3 separate regions of the Zea mays genome follow, and all the other regions are linked to region 1. The links are chromatin contacts, called in public Hi-C maps. All regions are on one chromosome and are shown on one strand. The core of a region is the stretch at or near the end of the contact, and the rest is flanking DNA. Distances in the headings are between cores, read along the strand shown.

Region 1 (4,940 bases), core at 1,436-3,935:
GGAGAATACTGTACGTACGGGGTACTAGTAGGGTCGACCGCGCCGCTGGTTGTGTGTGTCACGCTGCCAGGCGTGTTCCGCCTTGGGAGTCTAGAATACACACTCACCGTGCTCAGGAACTGTGGGGTCGCAACAGCGCTGCCGCCTGCCGAGGCCCGGATCCGGCTCACGCGTGACTCCTAATACATATGGCAGCCGCTTTTATTTCGCCCTTCTCCACCGCATCCGGATGAAAAAGGCCGCGGCGTCACACAGAAGCAGACCCAAGGGATAATAATAGTAGTAAGATTAATGCAACATGCCAAAGCGGCATCACGGACGCATGTTGACAAGTACTTAGAAATTAGAATCCAGAAAAGGACCTGTACTGTACTCTACTGTATAGTTTATTATTAACAAAAGGCACAGGAAAAGTCAATCTGCTTACATAACACGATTACACGAAGCTGACTAACAAGCACTAATGTTTGGTCAAGTTCCAATCACTGGACTGAGAGCAAATAAACTTGGCAAATGTCAGACACATGACACAAGTTGCCATAGACTAGCGCCCCATCGACGCTGTCGCTACGTAACGCTCGATCGGCTCGATCCCTGCCTTTCCCAGCAGCTCTGATCGGATCATGCTACGCTTGAGGTCAAACCATTTGCCGCCGGCTGGTCTAAGATTGACCACTCTCACCAGCACTTCCAACCCTGCCATTTCTTTCCGGTTTGGTACCGAAGAAGACTGACAAGAGCGAGCGACGCGTACATTTCTTTTTCTTTTTTTTTTTGGACGTGTCTGCAGTCCTGCACTTCCACCCTGCGTACGCAGTGCGTAAACGTATACGTTATCATCAGCATGTGGATCGAGGTGGCGGCAGAAGCTGGTACAATTGATCATAACATGCACGAACAGGATATTAGAAATGACCGTGCAAAAGAAACTACAATAAAAGAATTTCTGGCTCTATAAGAATTTCTTAAACCTATAATATATCGTATTTTTCCTAGCTAGCTCATCTACTAGTAGTGAGTAGTACCATTAATGTGGACATTCCGAATTGAAGCGACTGGCGTGAAGTCTCCTTGGCATGCAACCTCTCGTAATAAGGTAGTAGTAGTAATTAAGTTATAACGTCGTGGTGTGGGTGTACAGCAGCAAAACCCTCTCACAAGCACCTACTATTAGTCTGCGACTGTGTGGCATATATACATGCGATCGAGGAGCGAGGCGAGGGTGACGACGCCGGCCTCATCTCAGAACTGTCCCTATCCCTTAATTCCAAAACTTCATGGACTCAGAGAAATGATAGTCACAATGTTTTTCTATCTATCACAAGTTCACAACGACAGCGGTGTCTTCGAGATCACCGCCGCGAGTACGAACATTAAATCGACAGTGTCGGTATTTGAGCAATACTGTCGATTTATATTTGCATTGGCAACTAGTACTACGGCATCTACTATAACGAATCGGTGTTGATGAATCGACCATGAATATGGATTATATATGTAGTGGTGTTGGTATGATTTGTAAGAAAAACGAATCCTTTTTACTAGAAGTGCTCAAATATACTACCACCTACATAGAAGCCTCTCTCTAGTCAAGAAAAACCTTTTGATGTTGCCTTGGATCATTGCCAGGCTACTTGTGCTACGTTGCTTTCCTTATAGTTCATAGTCGCGTGCGAGAAAAGGCGGTAGCCAGCTACTCCTCGGGCTCCAGAGCATGATCCTCTCCGGATTTCCACATGTTTGGCGATCCATGCTTAATCAAATAGTCATGTCGACATCATGATGCTTACCCTTCTGGTTGCCAAAAAAGATACGAACACATTTTGTCAGTATCTAGAAAAAATGCAATTGCACACCGTATCATTTTATTGTATATATTAGTTATTTATACACGTCAGCGCCACCATGGTTAGGGTGTGTTGACGGACCCCCCACCACCACTATACGATCCAGAAGTAAAAGGAGGCGTATAAAAAAATGGATTCTCAATGCAAAAGTAGAGTCAAAATTAAAGGAGGTGACGGGGGGATAACACTGGCAGACAGATAAGAAATCATCGCACGCACTTAGAAGAGAGGGAAATGGTAAAGATTACGGCATGATTAGGACGTCGGCGCTTTTTAATTGTGTGTACACAAGAAAAAATCGGCCGGTGAGATGTGCTGGAAAAGCCAAGGGATATGGTTGCTTGCCTGCTGTAAATCCGATTGAGATGCCCTGCGTCTGCGTGTGGTAGAGCTCCGCTGCAAAAGGTGCGTGCTTTGCTTTCTGCGGTACTAATCAAAACCATGAGCTTGCACTTGTTTTTTTTTAAAAAAAAACGTATTCCAGTACCGACATAGTACGTGCGTGTGCAGTACAAAGGCAAAAGAGATATTTACAGGTGCAATACTGTCACAATTATTTCACCTTTTTGGACCTTTTGTAGGAGTATAAGGGTAGAACAAGACGATATCTCATATATAGTGGTGGTAAAAGAAGTCCCATGTAAGAGTCTGAAATTTATGAGATTAGTAAAAAAATAAGGAATATGCAATTTTGAACACAGGCGCGCGGCGGGTCCCACCGCGCGCGTCACGCGACCGAAACCGCGGACGACGCGCACGGGCGAGGCACGCACGGACGGCGAGACGCCACGCGCGACGCGCGGGTAGAAATACTCCACTCGGTCGGCGCCACACCGATAATAATGCCCTCCTCCCTCGGCGGAAACATCCAATCCCCGGGCCACCACTACCTGCCTGCCCGTGCCCACGCTTCTTCTCTTCTCCTCCCCAAGCCCCAGCCCCAGCTACCGCGCCCCCTCCTGTCTGTTCCTGTTCCACCAGCGTCGGCCTAGCTACCTGGCCGTCCCCTCTCCGAGTTACGGTCGGAAGCCTCAGCTGAAGGATCTGCCCTGGGCGCCCAGCCGGACGACGGGACAGGTACGTGCTTGCCTCCTTCCTTGCCTTGCTTGCCTTCTCCTTCTCCTTGGGTACTGTAGCTGGTACCAGCTCGGGCCTGCCCTGTGTGCAGTTGGTAATCCAAACGGATGGGAAGCTGCTGTGTTTGGTTGATTTGCTTGAACGCTCAGGTTGAAGATCCTGTAACTCTGCTCCGGCCGCGTGTCGTCTCTGCTTTCCCCCGCTACCGCTAGTGCCGTTTCGGAGCCTCGCGGTCTCACTGCGGCTGTCTTGAGCCTCGACCTTCGCGTGTGTCAGTTCGTTGCGCTGAGGGACGTGGGAGCTTCAGAACTGCAGTAACGAAGCTGCTCTGATGGGGGTGGGGGGAAGGGGGAGGGCTTGGCTTCGAAGAACAGGATCGTCTCGTACTACAAGTAAATCTACAACCCCCGTAGGGCATAGGCTTTATACACCACATTCATCATCCGTGGCCTTCCTTGTGAAGTCGTGGGGAATTTCCTGTCCACCCCTCCCCCCCCCCCCCCCCCCCCCCCCCCCCCCCCCCCCCCCCCCCCGACCATGGCAATCGCTCAGGTCCTAGGATGGATGAGCACGATGCACACTAGTGGTTTGGTGGGCTGGTGGCTAGTACGCGCCTACGCGGATCTCTTGACCCGCGATCGTACAAAAAAAACAGCAGATCTAGAAGCTTTTGACCACCTGATTTTCTGCATTTTAATATATATAAAGAGTACACACAAAACAAATCGTCTGCGGCAGGTGGTTCATGGTGGTACGGGTCAAACTCCTTGTGCGGCAGGGGTTGGTTTCAGTTTCACGCGGAAAATCTCTTCTGCTGACTGTTCATATACCTCCCGTTCAGTACTCAGCACGTACTAGTGTAGTACCCCGTCCCAAACTAACCCTCGTCTTATTTTTGACGAGTCAACAGACTTTAAGCTGGGCTAAAATTCTAGAAAACAGTATTGATATGTGTATCTCTAAATAGGGTTTACTATAAAACATATAGTATGATGTAGGTAATCTAATAATGTTTAGTTGGTATTATAAATATTAGCGTTTTTTTTTCTTCTTCTAGCTGTCTGTTTGGTCAGACTGTAAGATTAGTTAACTTGTCGGGATGTGAGATGCGTATCTCTTACCATGACGCAGAATCGTAGCTTTTCTTTGGTCAGCCTTACACACATCATCCTGCCCACCTTACGCTTCGTGCCGTTTCCGTCAGCAGGACTTCGGCGGCAGTTTAAACCGTGCCTGTGTTTGTCGCGGTGTGCTGCTGTGGTCCTGTTTATTATTGCCCGGTTCAGAATGCAAACTTTAGTGGAGGATTTGGGGATTACACAACTACTACTAGCATTTTCTGATTAGGCTAGCTAGTTATTTGCTCTTGCGTGGCTTTCAGAATTAGCATGGATGAAAATATCTGCTGTACGCTACCCTCAGTCAGTGAAGAGAACCTTTTTGAGATGAGATACTCTCTCTCTTTTTCTGATCGATTAGCACTACCAGAGATGATGTTTAAACGAGCTGCTATTTACCAACTGTAGAAATTTCTCAGCTTGCTTTCTGATGAATTAATTCCCAACTGTAGATATCCTTATTATTGAGTTCGTGCACCAGATTTAATTTCTGTAAGCGACAAGGCTGTGCAGTTGGTTCTCATATTTCACTGTCAAACTGCAGTACCAATTCCCTTACTTACTGGTACATTGCTTTGTAGGTTGTGTTCTCTCTCTCACATGCTTAATCTACTGTTGCAGGTTCTGTTTGGTCTTCATAAAGTAGAGCACTAGCTAGAAGACATATTCACACGCATCAGCTATCAAATTGCAAGCTTAGAATTGACCTCAAAGTTGGGACATGCTTGTCTTACCACAAGCAACTGATAGCTTGGAGTTGTAGTCCGGACTGTCTGCGCTGGACCAGTATGGCTGACACTCCAACGTCCCGCATGGTGCACCCCTTTGGCGACGCCCCAAGGCAGACTCCCAAGCAATTCCTGTATTCTGGTAACCCGCAGCACCTCTGCCATCCGTA
Region 2 (4,940 bases), core at 756-3,255, 430 kb before region 1:
TGGATTAGATCAACCTGCAACTGATTATATTTGACTGGATCATGTAGTTGGTCGTACCTGTTGTTGATATACTCATTGCGCTCGGAAAATGAACCATGACTAGTATCCGCCAGAACTCCGATGTTGTCAAAGCTTGTGTTCATAGACGAAGGTCCTTCATCTTCTACGATCATGTTGTGCAATATGATGCATGTTTTCATGATATCTCCAATGTGTTGTGGAGACCAACCATATGCAGGACCACGAACTATGGCCCATCGCTTCTGTAGTACTCCAAATGTTCGTTCAATGTCTTTTCTAGCAGACTCTTGAACAGTGGCAAAATGTTGGGTCCTCACATCATACGGATGACGGATTGTCTTCACAAACGCTGGCCAGTCCGGATAAATACCATCTGCTAGGTAATATCCCATGTTGTAGGTGTGTCCATTGACGGAGAAACTCACTGGTGGACTATCACCATGAAGATGCGAATCGAACAAGTTAGAACGCTGAAGAACATTGATGTCGTTACAGCTACCTGGCATGCCGAAGTATGCATGCCAAATCCATAAGTCATATGAGGCAACAGCTTCGAGGATCATTGTAGGGTGTTTACCACGACCGGTAAACATCCCCTTCCATGCAGTTGGGCAGTTACGCCACTCCCAATGCATGCAATCGACACTACCAAGCATACCAGGAAAGCCGCGTGATTCTCCAACATGGAGAAGCCTAGCGATATCAGCAGGAGTAGGTTTCCTAAGATAATACCCCCCAAAAGCAGTTTGTATGGCAGTGCAAAAGTGTTTCAAAGCCTCATGTGCTGTAGATTCTCCAATTCGTACGTACTCGTCAACGGCATCCGCAGGAACACCGTATGCAAGGATACGTACGGCAGCAACAACTTTCTGAAGGGCAGATAGGCCTAGCTCACCCGCACAGTTTGGACGTTGAACGAAGTACGGATCCACTTGTTGCACAGCAAGAACGAGACGCTCAAACACATGGCGACGCATGCGAAACCTATATTGGATAAACCTATATTTCAGTACAAGTGTGAAGTACGTACTATGGACGTGAATAGATGTGCGTAACAAAAAACATACCTCCTCCGAAATTGTGCATCCGTGTACACCGGTTGCGCGCAAAAGTAGTCGGCTCGGATTCTTGCATCACCGCTGATATGGTCACGATGGATTCGAACACGACCGGGAATGGAACCAGCATACCGTCGCTCGTTAAGTGCACGACGCCTACGATGTTGGTACGTCGCAACCTCGAGGTCATGGTCTTCATCTTCCATGTCTTGCGCCATGCGAACAAAAATATTGGAATCTACGAACGGGTTCATTGTTGTGGAGGAGTGTATGCGAAGTGTGAGTGAAGTCTTGAGGTAGTGAGTATTTATAGAAGGGATACGCTTCGGAGAGAAGCCATAGTCTTGTCGTGCAGCCGAAGCAAGTGGATGGCTTCTTGAATAAGTGTCGTGGCTTACGGTGGAAGCATGACAATTTCTAATCATTTGTTCGTACAATTTAAATACGGTGACACGTTTGTGAACAACAATTACAGAAATCATTAAAATATAATGTTATTTTTTGTTACAATTCAAAATTATGAAAGAACCATTTTTTAGATTATTATTTGTAAAATTATTGAATACATTATTTTTATCATCCTTACAATTTGATGAAATGGGTACAAATCAAAGAAAACAAAAAAAGAAATGGAAAAAGGAATTCTGTTATCACTGTAGCTTTAGGGGATCGAATTTAGGGGACGTTGCTGGAGACACAGAATATATAGAGGACAGAATCTTTTAGAGTGTCCTGTAAAGTACAGGGAATATTCCTTTAGGGGACGAAATTTAGGGGACGTTGCTGGAGACAGCCTAATAATCGCCAAAGCCCAAAAGAGATAGAGAGAGGAGAGACGCGACGCGAGGGGAGTGGAAAAAAGCAGAGCACAGATAGAGAGAGAAGGGGAGGGAAAGAGAGAGAGAGAGAGAGAGAAAAAAGATCCCCGTCCACCGCCCACCCGCTGCGCCGGCGCCCGGCTGTGCACGCACGGACGGACAGACGGACCTCCCCCCAAGCGGTGCCGGATTCAGTGCGGTGGGACAGGGGCTGGGACGGAGTGGGCGACAGATCGAGCGCTAGCGATGCCGCACCCGACGGACCCGGAGGCGGGGTCCGAGCAGAAGGCGGAGGCGCCGGCGGTGCCTTTGGCGGCTGCGGCGCCGGCTCCGGTCAAGAAGAAGCGGAACCTCCCCGGGACGCCAGGTCTCTGTGTGTGTGTCTGTGCCCCGCGGTTGCTCTGGGGTTGGCATGCGTGCTACTGCTGCCGCTGGCCCGCTGCTACCTCCGCGCCCACGCGCGTGCCCTGACGGTTTTGCTCGCTTGGCCTTGGCCGCCGCAGATCCGGACGCCGAGGTGATCGCGCTCTCGCCGGGGACGCTGCTGGCCACGAACCGCTTCGTGTGCGAGGTGTGCGGCAAGGGCTTCCAGCGGGACCAGAACCTGCAGCTGCACCGCCGTGGCCACAACCTGCCCTGGCGCCTGCGGCAGCGCGGCCCGGGCGCGCCGCCGCCGCGCCGCCGGGTGTACGTGTGCCCCGAGCCCGCCTGCGTGCACCACTCCCCCGCGCGGGCGCTCGGGGACCTCACCGGGATCAAGAAGCACTTCTGCCGCAAGCACGGGGAGAAGCGCTGGGCGTGCCCGCGCTGCGCCAAGCGATACGCCGTCCAGGCCGACCTCAAGGCGCACGCCAAGACCTGCGGCACCCGCGAGTACCGCTGCGACTGCGGCACGCTCTTCACCAGGTGCGTCATCGTTTTTTTTTTCCCGCCGCTTCCCGCTTCTCTTTTCTTTTCTTCTCTTCTTCCTCCCCACCGCCCGATTCGGGCGGGGGAAACTAAGCTTTGCGTTTTTTCATTGTTTGATTCATCGGGTGCTGCACTGGCTTGGTTCAGACGGGACAGCTTCGTGACGCATCGCGCCTTCTGCGGCGCCCTCGGGGAGGAGACCGGCAGGGTGCTGGCGCCACCAGCGCCGCCATCGCCTCGGCCGCCTGATTTGGAGGCTGACGAAAATGTTGCTGATTTGGAGGCTGACGAAAATGTTGACAAGGACAACGACAAGGAGGGGGAGGAGGAGAATGAGGATTCTGCCGTGGCCGAGGTGGAGGAGCCTCGGCGTGTGGAGGTGGTGCCAGAGGAGCCACAGCGCATTCCATCTCCACCTCCATTGCCGAAGGAGCCACCGTGCCGTCCGTCCCCACCTCCATTGCCGCAGGAGCAACTGTCCCCACCTCCGTCGCCAAAGGAGCCACCGTGCTGCCATCCGTCTCCACCTCCACTGCCAAAGGAGCCACAGCGGCTTCCATTTCCACCGGAGCAGCATGCAGTTGTGGTGGCATTGGTGCCAAATGTGGATGGTGTGCTCCTCTTGCATTCTGTTCGTGTGCTTGTCTTATTGCCCATGCATAAGATGTGATGAGACTTAAAGCAAGTTCTTGCTCTTCAAGTCAACCTTCCCATGCAACAAGAAAGCAATGCATGCGCCTTTTTGCCCAATTTGGTTGGCTAGTTGGTCAATTACCTCAATAGGGATGACCTGACTTGTTCTTCCATGTTTTTGGTTTATCTGCTGCAGAGCCAGAGGTGGTTGCTGTGCCAAGTGTGACTGCCGAATTAGAGGATGAAACCGATCAAGACGAAGATGCCTGTTTCCAGGAAGCTGATCAGTACAAGGACTCGGAGCTTGAGGTCTCCAATCTGCTGGACAAGGACACCCCGATGCTTCCTTGCTTCCTCGCGTCGCCCTCGGAAGCCATTGGCACCGATGGAAGCGGCACAACAACCTGCGGCGCAGGTGGCAGCGTCTCCAATTCCATCGCGCCGTCTACAACCACCAACACCTTCGCCGGCCTCTTCGCGTCGGCCACAACAAGCACCACTTCCCACAGCACATCTCTGCGCGATCTCATCGGCGTCGATCCCACCTTCCTCTGCCTCGCGATCGGAGCGCCGTCTCTGTTCCCGCAGACGAGCGCGAGCAACTCAGGCACCTTCGCCCTGCTGCCGCCGGCGCCGCACATGTCCGCGACAGCGCTCCTGCAGAAGGCGACGGAGGCTGGAGCGACGCAGTCGAGCTCATCGTTCTTGAAGGAGTTTGGGCTGGCCTCTTCCTCCTCGTCGTCGTCGTCGCAACCTTCATCGAAGCAGGTGCCCCAAGGAAGGGTCGGCGCCGCCGATACCAGCGCGGAACCACCATGGCCGTACCGGAGTAACCAGCAAGTGGATATGGAGCGTCGCCAGAGTCATCAACGGAGGGAGATGGAGTCATGTTCGCAACAATGGCACCCCTCTAGTACCCAGCAAACGGAGATGGAGCGCCGCCACCGGAATCATCATCAAGAGAGGGAAATGGAGTCCAGTTCGCAACAATGGCACCGCCACCACCGGAACGACCGGCAGATGGGGTCGGAGAGCTACCGGAGTAATCAGCAAATGCAGATGGAGTCCAGCTCGCACCAATGGCTGCAACACAGAAGCTCTGAGCAAATGGTGGGGCGGCGGCACCACCTGGAGAGGGTGGAATCCAGGGGGATGCTGCTGTCTGGTGGTGGCCTTGGTCTGGGCCTCGCATACGAAAGTGGAAAATCAGGCTTGCCTGATCTGATGACGGGACCATCGCCATCGCCATCGCCACTGTTGGGTCCCAAGCCAGCCACGCTGGACTTCCTTGGGCTCGGCATCGGCGGGACCATGGTCGGCTCCACGGGCCTCCCGGCATTGGTGGCTGGAGGAGAGCTGGACATGGGGTCGTCGGCGCAGGTGCCTGCCCCATGGGACGACGCCCAGAGGAAGGCCAACGGCCGCACGATCCTGTGAGGTTTTCTCCTTTTTTTTGGGTGACCTGACCTTCTTAGAGGAGTTCGGTTTGCCCATTCTTTTT
Region 3 (4,940 bases), core at 1,095-3,594, 320 kb after region 1:
TGTTCGCTCTGGACCTCTGGTCCTGGCCTCGTGGGCCACAGGCCGCTTGGACAGTTGGACTTGCTGGCCACTGGCGGACCGCAGACTGCTGAGTGCTGGGCTGCTGGCCACTGTTTGGATCCACATGTCATATGTCCATTGGGTGACGGATATGAATAGCAGATATCTATACCCATGAAAATTATTACTCGTGGATACCGTATAGTATCTATACTCGTACCCGCGGATATAAAACCCCACCATATCCGTACCCACTGCCATCCCTAGCATCAACCGCTCCTCAACCCCTCTCGGCCTCTCGGCCTCGTGGCCGTGTCCATGATCCAGACGCCGCTTTGCCTCTCTGGCCTTGGTGACACCGCGACAGCCAACACTCCAACAGGGGCACAAGGATGTCCATCGCCGGGCGTCGGCGCGGCGGCGCTCCATCGCAGCCTCGCGGGCGCGGGACCGGCGCGCGCTCGGCCTCCCCCCTCTCATCACCAGCTCGCCCTCGCCAGCTCCTGCATTTGCTGCTCCGACCGGCCACCATGGAGGAAGGAAGCCTGAGCGGATAGGCGGCTGGGCACTGCTACTGAACCTGACGCCTGCGGCCGGCCTGATTCCCTGAACGATTGAACCAGTGAAGGTGAAGAAAACCGTGTGCTAGCACTGCTTCTGCTGCTAGTTTGCTATGTGCGTGTGGCTGCTAGTGCTACTGTGCTAGTTAAGAAGTAAGATTATTTGGTATTTTGGTTTAATCAATTATTTCCTTGGTTAGTAGGTTAGTTGATAAAATTAAATTTTATGTTTATAGAGATAAGATCGATGGATTCCTTATCAAGAATCAGAACGATATGTATTGATTATTGTATTTGTAGAATTCGTATCAATACTACATGTTTTTTGAGTATTTAAGTTTTATCTTGCTAATTATTCCTAACATCAATTAGATTGTTTTCTTATATGTTTTAAAGAATTTTATAGCCTTAGTTTAGTAGTCCCTCATGATCTGTTCTCTGGATCCGTCACTAGCGACAAGTGATGTACTCATGCTAATGTCGTGTAGCAGTGGCACCGTGAAATAGTGAATTGTTATGCATATTGAACTTTAAAGGCCTATATATAATATATCATGTTACTATGAGGTCATGGTGTATTTGTTACATTGAGTTGAACGTTTGAAGTGGTTAGAAGTGTTGATATTGCCGAGTTTAATTCTTGGTTCCCGACTGTTACCGATATGTTCTCGATCGATGGTATTGTTTACTGACATCTTGTTACTCTTGGTTTCACTTTTGTGATCGACGATTTCGTTACCATTTTTTCATTTTTTATATTAGATTAAAATACGTATTTGAAGTGGTTTGAGGGTTTTCCGACCATTCCTATTTGGTTTCATTCCGAAGGACTCGGAAGTCAGGATCCATCTTTGACCCCAACAACAGGAAAAGTAATGTGACTAAGAGCAACTCCAAGAGATTAGCTAAAAAGACTAACCAAATTTACTGATTTAGCTACTCTCTAAAATAGATTTTAAAGAAAAAGTGTAGGCTAATCCAACAAAACTCGGTAAACCTACGGACTGAATAGAGAGTGAAACAGGCTATCCAAAATTGGAGAGCGAAGATAGAGAAATAGAGAGCCACTAAATTTGAAGAGTCGTTTATTGGATATAATTTTCTTTCAATATTAGCTAAATTTACCTTTACAAAACCATATACCTAGTCTCTTGGAGTTGTACTACCTCTCATCTAAATTAGAAGTTATTCTAGCTTTTCTAAATTAAAAATGGCATTCATACAATGCTTTTATGTAATATTTAGATGGGAAGGTGAATTTATAACTTATATATGATACAGGAGCATAAATTATTTTATTATAGATCAAGCGTACAAGCTAAAAATTTTCTACTAAAACGTACTATATCATAAGTTTATTTATACATTACTTATGTAGAGTTCAACAAAATTGTTTTTTTAATTTTTCTGTAATTTAATACTCTCTCCTTCTTCCTTTTTTTATTTATCACGTTTTAGTTCAGAACTAAAATAAATTAACGGACGATAAATATTCGAAAACGGAGATGATGTGATATTTTAAAATTCAGCAGAAACAAACAATCGAGGAAAAAAGAGAAAATACTGAAGGACAGGGGGTTCACAAATCCGGTTTTAGAAGATGACGAAGAAACTATATTCAATTTAATAATTGAGCAAAAAACTGATTTTTACCATACTAAAATGGTTTTTTTCCTCACATCACACCGGAAAGGGCGTCAGAGCGCTATCAAGTACGTCTGCGAAGCAGCCCACCAGCAGGGACCAGGCATGCCCTGGGCCAGCACCACGTTGACGACGCGGTTCGCCGGAGGACCAGCCGGAAAACACCAGGAAACATCAAACACACCCGTTCCCTTCCATAAAACCACCTGACCTGACAGACCCGTCCACCGTCCATCCGTATTCCCGTCACGCCCCCAACACCCCCACAACCCGAAGCAGCGAAAGCTCCCCTAACCCTCTCCGCGCATCCGATCGCAAGGAAGAAGAGGGAGATGAGCTACTACGGGCAGCAGCCCCCCGTCGGCGTCCCGCCGCAGCAAGGTGCGGCGCCGTCTCCTCCCGTCTTCGATCTATCTGCTAGTTTATCATCACCCAAACATCTGGAGAACCTCTGTGTTCCCCGCTTACTTTCCGTGCTATATGTAATTAGGCTAATTATCTTCCGCGTGCGGATCTTGATTTCACCAGGCTACCCGGGCAAGGACGGCTACCCGCCAGCGGGGTACCCGCCGGCCGGCTACCCCCCGCCGGCGCAGGGCTACCCTCCGCAGGGCTACCCGCCGCAGTACGCGCAGCCGCCGCCTCCACAGCAGCAGCAGAGCAGCGGGCCTTCCTTCATGGAGGGATGGTACGTTCTTGGCTCCCCCACTTTTGTGCCGCGCAGCCGCTCATAAGTTGTTCCTAGATCGGAGTGTCTTCGAAAATTTCCTCGCTAGGTTAGATGGTAGGCACCTTCCTTCGGCTCACCGGCGGCGGCGGCGACTGCCGTGCTGGTGCGGCACGTTGGCCCCTGTGGGTGGGTGGGGTCTTGACTTGACGCGTGAACCACCCTTGGAAAAGGGCGCCGCCGCCACGCCACGCCACGCCACCCTCGTGGCCTTTCCGTGGCGACGTGTCGGTTGCTACACGCAAAGGTAGTAAGTGTCTTAGACCGTCTGATCTGAGACTGGCGGTCCGGATTGCTAGCCTCGGCGATCACATTTTCCTGCTGCCGTTCCACATGCGAGGAGCTAATCCGACGGTCGGGTTGCTGTCAGTGTGAGGCTTTCAGATTCCTTCGGTTTGGTTGAATGGATAATATACTTGCGTTGACGCGTGAGTACCAATGAGATAAGATGGTGTTCGAGCATCCACCGTAGTTGTTACAACTTGAAATTGGGATATTTGCAATGCTCTCTCTCTCTTTCTTTGGTTGGACCTTTTTTTATCTTAACAATGGTTCACGCGCCATTTGTGATTTTGAACAGCTTGGCTGCCCTCTGCTGCTGCTGCCTCCTGGACGCCTGCTTCTGAGAGTGAGAGGGGCCGACCGACGGATTCGACACGGCGACAAGTGAAACTACTAGCTTTCTATGCGAGGGAGAGAGAGAGAGAGCTGGAACTGGATTGAGCCTGGAATGCTATCGTGCTATTCTAGCTTTGTCAGAGCATAATATGTCGCCCTAGTTTTTTATTTCTCTCTGTCAATGTTGACGGGATCAGACGGTGTGTGTGTATTCTGCCTGTGGATGTTCCGTGTTTCTGGTGGAATTCAATCCTGGGATTTATTGTGCCACTTGGGATCGGTTTCTTTGCTATTACTCTGTTGCCGAGGAGCACGTTTTGTTGCGATTTTTGAACTGCACACGTCACGCCTTTTAATTTATCACCTTATTCTTTGTCATGGTACGTATCCATCGTCTTGCGCTTTTGTGTCGCTTTTGTGTCTTTGACTGTTCAAGACTCTGCAAGTACACAGAGTCAATCCCAGCATCTAGAGACTAGTTGCCGCGTCGCGATCACGCTCCTGCAGCCTCCTTGAATCTTTATCCGGTGCGTATGAGACTTGACTTTGGTGTACATAAGTGCACGTATGACACTTGACTTTGGTCTACATGAGTGCACCTGAACTACCAAAGTTCATTAAAAAATCTGAAAAAATTCATACATATTCTTTCCATTCTACTCAAGTTATATACAATTTAAACTTAAAATTATATATATATATATATATATATATATATATATATAATGTTCATAAAATGCTCATTTACACCTTATGTGCACCAAAGTCTCATATGCACCGGATATGTTCTCCAGTGGTTCACCCAACAAGGCCACACCAACTGCACTTTCACAGGCGCGTACTCGGTATCTTAGACCTTGTTCAGTTACCAGAAGGGGATTAAATTTCTTTCTAGTCAAAATTGAATAGAAACACATCTAGTCCACCTCAGAGTATGTTCATTTTATGTGCAATCCATGTGGATCGGACGGGATTGAGTAGAATTAAAATCTCAAACAACTCAAAATCGTTCATAATTTTTTTAATCTCATCTATGGGAATACCCGAACAAGGTCTCAATTTTTATGATCCCTGTGAGACTAAACAGGGCCTTAGCAGGCTCTTGTTCCGCTTCAGCAAAACCTTAAGCAAGAACCCGACAGCTAGGTACGTGTTGACACATAAAAATGTAATCCTATTAAAGCCGGTTAGGTCGGCCTCTAAACACGACTAGATCGAGTCATCCAACGTCAATCAGGAGATCTTTTTAAACATGTTTAGTCCAAATGACCAATAGTCGATTAGGCTGTCATTTAATCTCGGTCAATCTGTCTTATTGCTATCAGATCGGCTACAATAGTCTATTCTCGTAAAATTCGGTCTAGCCGTATTTTAAATTTAGTTAGACCGAA

The links. A called contact is a pair of places that touch in the nucleus more often than the background predicts.
Region 2: a contact with region 1 is called in a Hi-C map of ear, with 2.7 times the contacts expected there. The contact joins the promoter of LOC100383144 here to the promoter of LOC100281447 in region 1. A contact is called at or near these places in 2 of 25 Hi-C or Micro-C datasets (bundle sheath and ear).
Region 3: a Hi-C map of leaf shows a contact between it and region 1, with 8 times the contacts expected there. The contact joins the promoter of LOC100216813 here to the promoter of LOC100281447 in region 1. A contact is called at or near these places in 2 of 25 Hi-C or Micro-C datasets (bundle sheath and leaf).

What each region holds. Positions count from the first base shown.
Region 1 is chr2:214,657,996-214,662,935 of Zm-B73-REFERENCE-NAM-5.0, forward strand. It overlaps LOC100281447, which reads left to right and starts at 2,686. Exons shown (of 2, transcript NM_001154365.2): 1 at 2,686-2,924; 2 at 4,664-4,940. The coding sequence starts at 4,831.
Region 2 is chr2:214,228,442-214,233,381 of Zm-B73-REFERENCE-NAM-5.0, forward strand. LOC100383144 (Protein indeterminate-domain 11) reads left to right here and starts at 2,006. Exons shown (of 4, transcript NM_001175810.1): 1 at 2,006-2,264; 2 at 2,401-2,803; 3 at 2,954-3,417; 4 at 3,636-4,940. The coding sequence starts at 2,144. The coding sequence ends at 4,876. It overlaps LOC103649274 (protein ALP1-like), which reads right to left and starts at 1,583. Exons shown (of 2, transcript XM_008673578.4): 1 at 1,089-1,583; 2 at 1-1,005. The coding sequence starts at 1,561.
Region 3 is chr2:214,975,344-214,980,283 of Zm-B73-REFERENCE-NAM-5.0, forward strand. LOC100216813 (proline-rich family protein) reads left to right here and starts at 2,345. Exons shown (of 3, transcript NM_001245895.2): 1 at 2,345-2,585; 2 at 2,733-2,892; 3 at 3,512-3,818. The coding sequence starts at 2,537. The coding sequence ends at 3,557.